Regions from separate parts of the Triticum aestivum genome. Here region 1 is linked to region 2. Evidence: chromatin contacts called from public Hi-C data. All regions are on one chromosome and are shown on one strand. The core of a region is the stretch at or near the end of the contact, and the rest is flanking DNA. Distances in the headings are between cores, read along the strand shown.

Region 1 (2,891 bases), core at 130-2,629, 300 kb after region 2:
GTGCCATGCAGGAAGCGATAAAAGTGCAGGTGAAACGCACCTAATAAAGGGAACTAATCGCACTGTATCACAGCCCAACACATCAGCAACTACGTTCGCTACACACGCACACACCCTGTAGCCCTCGCTGGCAAATTGCAAGCGTGGCTGCAATGTTGAGGAACAGTCGGTGTCGACGCAAGCAAATCGGGGTGCTTTCCGAGCGTAAAACGGAGGCAGACAGCTGAATGACAAGGGCGAGCATGCAGAGCGATGCCCCAGCCGCCCGTTCTCGGAACGCCATGCCATTGCCACGCATCTCCATCTTGGTGGCGCGAGCGAACGTGTGATGACTGACGATCCTCTGCCAGCACATCCGGCCCTCGGCTCAGCGATCCCACTACCAATGGCTTCCACGAGTAATGAAGAAGCAGGACAGGACACTGTATCCCTCCTATAGCTCACTGCAGCTACGGCATGTGTGGCGCCTTTGCAGCATGATTGTTGACCAACCCTTCGGCGTAACCCCACCTCATGATCAATGGGAAAATTATCGCCAGTACGGTTCGGATCACGGCATGGCGCCGTTCGGACTGTCGTGTGCTCTGTGGTTGCCGAATTCGTTACCGATTTACTGAAAGGAGGAGACGCATGCAGCGCTCACTTGACAAACACACAGTCTATGCTATTCTCTTGTTTTCTTCGTATGAGATTGATTGAGCGTACACTGAACAGCGGCGGCGTATGGTAATTCCCGAAGTTCCATTTGCCGCCTTGCCCGGAAAAAGAAAGAAAGAAATAGGGGAGAAAAGGTGGCGAGGCGGGTGTGGTTCACGGGGTGCCCAGTGTATGCCCTAACAAGAGCCGTCAAATCAGTCAAGTGCTTGGCACAGCACAGGGCATGGCCCCTGACAAGCAACGCTCAACCTTCTCCTCCCCGGCCAACACCTGCCATTCGCAGCGGACACGAGCACCCGCCGCTGTCCGGCGACCACCTATGAGGAGCTCCCCTGTAAAACGATGCTCAGGGGGACACAAGCGTCACCTCGCCACTACGCTTATCCTGCTAAGCTGCTCTCCTCGCCCTCACCTCGTCGTCTTTACAGAGGGGAATGCACATGGAAAAGGCAGAATTATTGGGGCATCAAGCCTGATGATGATCCTTTTCTTCCTTTCTTACGGCCATTGGGCCTGTGACTGATGGATTCCTCACCGAGCAGCAAAGGTGGCAGCCAGCCAGCAGCGGTGCATGGGGTTCGGTCGCGGTGACAGGGAAAAGGGGGAGAGATCTGCTTAGAAAATAACAGCCGTCGCGTCGGGAAAGTTGTGGGGGATGGGATCTTCCTCCCGTCTTGGCAGGTTGGAGGATGATGAAAGCTGCTGACTGACTTGCCCCACCCAATTATTTGAATGGATCGGAGGTGACCGGTTGACTGGGTTCAGGGGTAGGTGGTGTCCATGCACAGGGCTCAGGACCTAGCCTAGAAAAGTGCTTGCACTTGGCCAACCTACCATGGTAGGCTTTTTTTCTTGTTCATTCACTTTGTACCGAGGTACCCAGCATGTTTCTTGTTCAGGAGCTATGCGGTTGCACACTGAGCTGGAAATGAAGCTATCAATCTCTTCTCATTAGGCACAAAGTCAATACACTAAATTTGAGGATGCAACTATTCATGACACCTACTAGAAGAACAGACGGCAAATCTTTTGCCTCGTTTCAAAAAATATATACTAGAAGAACAGACGACCCTCCTACACCCAACCCCGATGCTTCTTTCATTCGAGCTCCCGTTAACCAATGCCATGGTTCTTTTTTCCTCCGAGTTTAGAAGTATGACCATTTACAACCTATGTGAAAATGCAACACTTGCTTATACTCACGGATCATAAATGGTTCTCTCCTTTTACAAAAATGTTCATGCGTATACTTCATCTCATAATTTGCTTGTCTGATTCTTTTCATGATTTTTAGGACATTTTAGAAACAAAATTCCTCTTCTAGAATCTAGACAATGACAAATACTCCGAGACATGATGGTTTCCCATAACCTTGAGAAAGAACCTTAGCTGCCATAGAGCCCTCATCCTCGTCAACTGGATCCAGCAGTGCCACTAAGAGGAAGGGGAGACCATATCATGGGGCTAAAGTGCACGCTACAGCCACATACCAGCAAAAGTCGGAGAAAGCCGAAAAGACCAAAAAAATCAGAGTAAAATCAAGAAAACCAAACAAAAAACTAGAAAGATTGAGAAGAAAAAGTTCTCCCACACCCGCCGTCGGACACGTGGCGGCGTTGGAGCGCTCCCCGTGCTCCCTCGTGGGTGTCCCTCGAAAACCAATTCAGAGATTACGCTCTAACTAGTTGCTCGTATGCTTTAAGCGCCTCAAATGAGAACAAGAAATGGCATCCATGTGGTCTCTGGCAGGCTGCAAAAATGTCTCATCTTTTTCTAACAATGTTGACTTCAATTCCTGTTCAAAAGGAACACAAAAAAACACAAAAACAAATTGCCTTATACGGTTCAGGATCCACACACACACACAAACCTAGCAAAAACGAACTAACAACCGAACTACATCCTGTTTGATGCTTAAGGCACCAAATATATCCCCTTTAAACTAACGGGTCTGCCCATGTAGATGGGTTCGTTTTGGTTTTGACAACTTTAAACGTAATTCCTTTTGATTTTCCTGTCGTGTTTTCTCAATTTCCTTTTCCTGTGTTTCCCAAGCAAAAAACTTGGCTTAGTTTTTTGTTTATTTAAAAAACATGAACATCTTTATTGTTTATGTACATTTTATTTGATTATAATTTCCAAATTCGTGAATAATTTATTAAAACTTTCAAGCATTGTTTTTGAAATTTATGCACATTTTACCAATTCATGAATAATTTTAAAAATTCTGGATA
Region 2 (2,915 bases), core at 155-2,654:
GCTGCATGCGGCGCGGGAAACGATGCGGCAGCAGAGAAGGCATCAAGGGGCAGAGGATGATGGAGCAGGCAGGCAGAGAGCTTTTGATCAAAAGGCCGGCGGCGATTGCGATTTGTCAAGGCAGGCGTACCTGGATTCCAGACTGGAACTGAGCCTCCCATGTCCTCGGTTGCTGCACCGGGTCAATAATTTCATGGAGGATGGTTAGTTAAGGACTGCATTAGCAAGGTAAGCTGGCGGCGAATGTTTTGGGGGCGGAGGAGCGGCTTACGGAGTCGGCGGGGTTGCTCCAGGAGGAGATGAGGCTGATCTCCTGCTCCGGGGGCTCCTTGAAGATCCACTTGTGGCTGTGGTCCGCCGCCACTTTCCCTATCAACCTGCAGCCAAGCGACCAAGAACAAACAGAGAAGCAGCCTGGTTAGTTAACTTAACCATCATCCAGCAGCACCGGCGACCGGCCGATCGCCTGCTTAGCTACCTAATCTGATCATAAGCCAGTTAATCTTGGGGAGTACTGACCCTTCGCCGTAGTTGTAGATGTCGTGGGACATCTTGAAGAAGAGCTCAGGCTGCAGGCCCAGGCCCTGCTTGGCCTCCTGCGCTGCTGCGGCGGCGGCAGCCTCGCAGTCCGCGTACGCAGCCGCGGCGGCTCCTGCCCCCTCTTGGCCGCAGGCGGCTGCAGAGGTGGTGGCCGCGAAGTTGCAGAACCCGTCCTCCCACGCCAGGATCCTGGGTGCAAGAAACCAAAACCCCAACACAGTAAGTCTCAGGCGACGGTAAAAAAGACTTGGACAAGTGCAGAGGACTCTCTCCATGTGTATGCATGCGCGTACCAGTTCCTCCTGTTTCCTCTGGTCCTGTCATACGCCACACCTGGGAGATCCCATCTGCTCAAACAGACGGACAGAGCGAGCAAAGAGATTAGCAATCGCCGAAGAGCGCGGTGCGGCATCAGGACGTTGGTTGATTGATGGCGGTGGCGGCCATGGTTTGGTTTACAGGCGCCTGATGAAGATGATGGATGCGAGAAAGGAAGGGGAGGAGAAGGCAGGGCTCACTTGGGGGGGAGGGTAGTTCCGGGGGAGGATGCGCCAGAAGACGGCGTAGACCCACTGCGAGGCGTCGCTGGTGCAGAGGCTCCGGAGCGTGTGCTGCAGCAGGTGCGTCACCGCCACCGGGCTCAGCTGCTCCTCCATTGCCGCCGCCGCCACGAGCAGCCGGAGATGAGATTCAGCAGCGGGGAGCGGAAAAGGAGACGCCGATCGAGAGTACCGGAGAACTGGCGCTAAGCTCTAGCTAGCTTGCTTAGCTTGATCCTGGACTGGGACTCCCTTTCTTTCCCGTGTGTGATCTCTCCGTATGGCTGTGAGAGGCGAGGCCACCATCGAATGAGAGCGCCACACTTGCCCGAAATTTATACCCCCTCCCCTCTCTCTCTCTCGAGAGGGACCTGACTGAAGATGATGGGGGACTGCTGCTTGGGAGTATAAGCTAATAAAAAAATGTGTACCCGGCTGGCTTTTGCCCAGGGCCCACATTTTGGTTCTTATTATTAGTTGCGGGAGGGAAGAATGAGAAAATTCTGCTTGTGTTTTTGGTCCTTGGATCGAGTTGATCCCAACTGTCCCCTTCATGCCCACACACGCGACGCAGGGGCAGGGCTCCTCAAAATGTAGAGAGAGGACTGTGCTTCGTACGGCTCCTTGTGGATTAATTGCGGTGCTGGGATGGGAATTGCTTTGTAATTTGTAAATGTCACGTGTCATTTATTAAGGTGGGTCTCACATGCTAACCGTGAGACCTAGTCTCATATAATTCTTTTCCATTAAATACTCCGCGGCGCTCCATCCTGACTCGCTCATGCATTGCGTTCCCTGGTTGCCTTTTCTTGTATACTTGTTCTATCAATATATTTTTCCCGTAGAGCAAGTGTCACGCACGTCTCCAAACTTTGAGCATAACTAATAGGCGGGTGCTAGGCGCCGGTGCGCGGGCCCAACAGTTGGGTCGGTCGCGCCCCAGCCGCCCGATGCAACGAGCCCCAACTGTTCGATCTACGCGCGTTGACTTTCCTCATCTCCTTCTTCCTCTCAGCGCGCAGCCCCGGCCGTTAGACGTCCTCTCGGCCGCCGGCCACCATCCCCTCACCTGGACCTCCTCCCTCCGCCGCCCCGCGTTCCTGGATGCGCTCACTGTCCTCGTCGCCGCCGGTCCAGCAGGAAGACGTCACCCTCCCTCGTAGCAAAAAACGACGCCACCTTGAAGCATGCCGACGCCCTCTGTCGTTGCGGCACCTAGCAGTCGTCGTCTTAGCACACCCCGCTGATGCACTGTCGTGCCGCCGATCACAGCTCTCAACGTCGCCCCTCGCACCATTGGCACGCCGGTTGAAGCTTTTTATCACACCGGTTGAAGCTTTTTCCATGTCGGTTGAAACTTTTTTCGCAGATTAAAGCTTTTCATTGTGTTGATTGAAGCTTTTTTCAACTACGATCGAAGCTTATTTTGTAAATGGTTGCAACTTTTATTGTCTTGCAGTGCCCGGTTGAAACTTTGTATATCTTTCGGCTGAATCCGTTTTCACCTAAGGTTGAAGCTTTTTTCGTAACAGTTGCAACCTTTTCAGTTGACAGTGGCTGGTTGAAGCTTCCCCTATTGGTGGTTGAAGCTTTTCTATGTAGGTATGAAACTTTTTTGTCAATGGTTGTAGCACTCGTATAGGTGGTTGTAGCTTTCACCAAAGCCGGTTGTAGCACTGCCCCTCGTCTCGTTTCACAGCGCCGTTCGCTTGAAGCAAAAAAAAAAGGTTGTCGCTGGCAGCGCCGTCGCCGACTGCAGAAGCCCGACAAAGAAAGCTTGGAGTAGTAGCAGGGGTGGGTCGTGCAGCAGCGATGGTGAGGGCGTGCAGAACTGTG

What was found. Hi-C and Micro-C count contacts between places; a contact is called where the count stands out from the background.
Region 1: a contact with region 2 is called in a Hi-C map of an unstated tissue, with 9 times the contacts expected there. The contact joins the enhancer-like site here to the promoter of LOC123169005 in region 2. A contact is called at or near these places in 4 of 5 Hi-C or Micro-C datasets (leaf and an unstated tissue).

What each region holds. Positions count from the first base shown.
Region 1 is chr7D:150,001,307-150,004,197 of IWGSC CS RefSeq v2.1, forward strand. No RefSeq gene overlaps it. Among protein-coding and RNA genes, the nearest start is that of LOC123166859, 140 kb to the right of the region's middle. Within about 2 kb of position 1,380, at least 1 of the 8 cell types and tissues checked has an H3K27ac peak or open chromatin away from gene starts, as enhancers often do.
Region 2 is chr7D:149,705,655-149,708,569 of IWGSC CS RefSeq v2.1, forward strand. It overlaps LOC123169005 (protein RICE SALT SENSITIVE 3), which reads right to left and starts at 1,405. Exons shown (of 7, transcript XM_044586867.1): 1 at 1,063-1,405; 2 at 834-890; 3 at 520-729; 4 at 272-377; 5 at 131-172. The coding sequence starts at 1,196.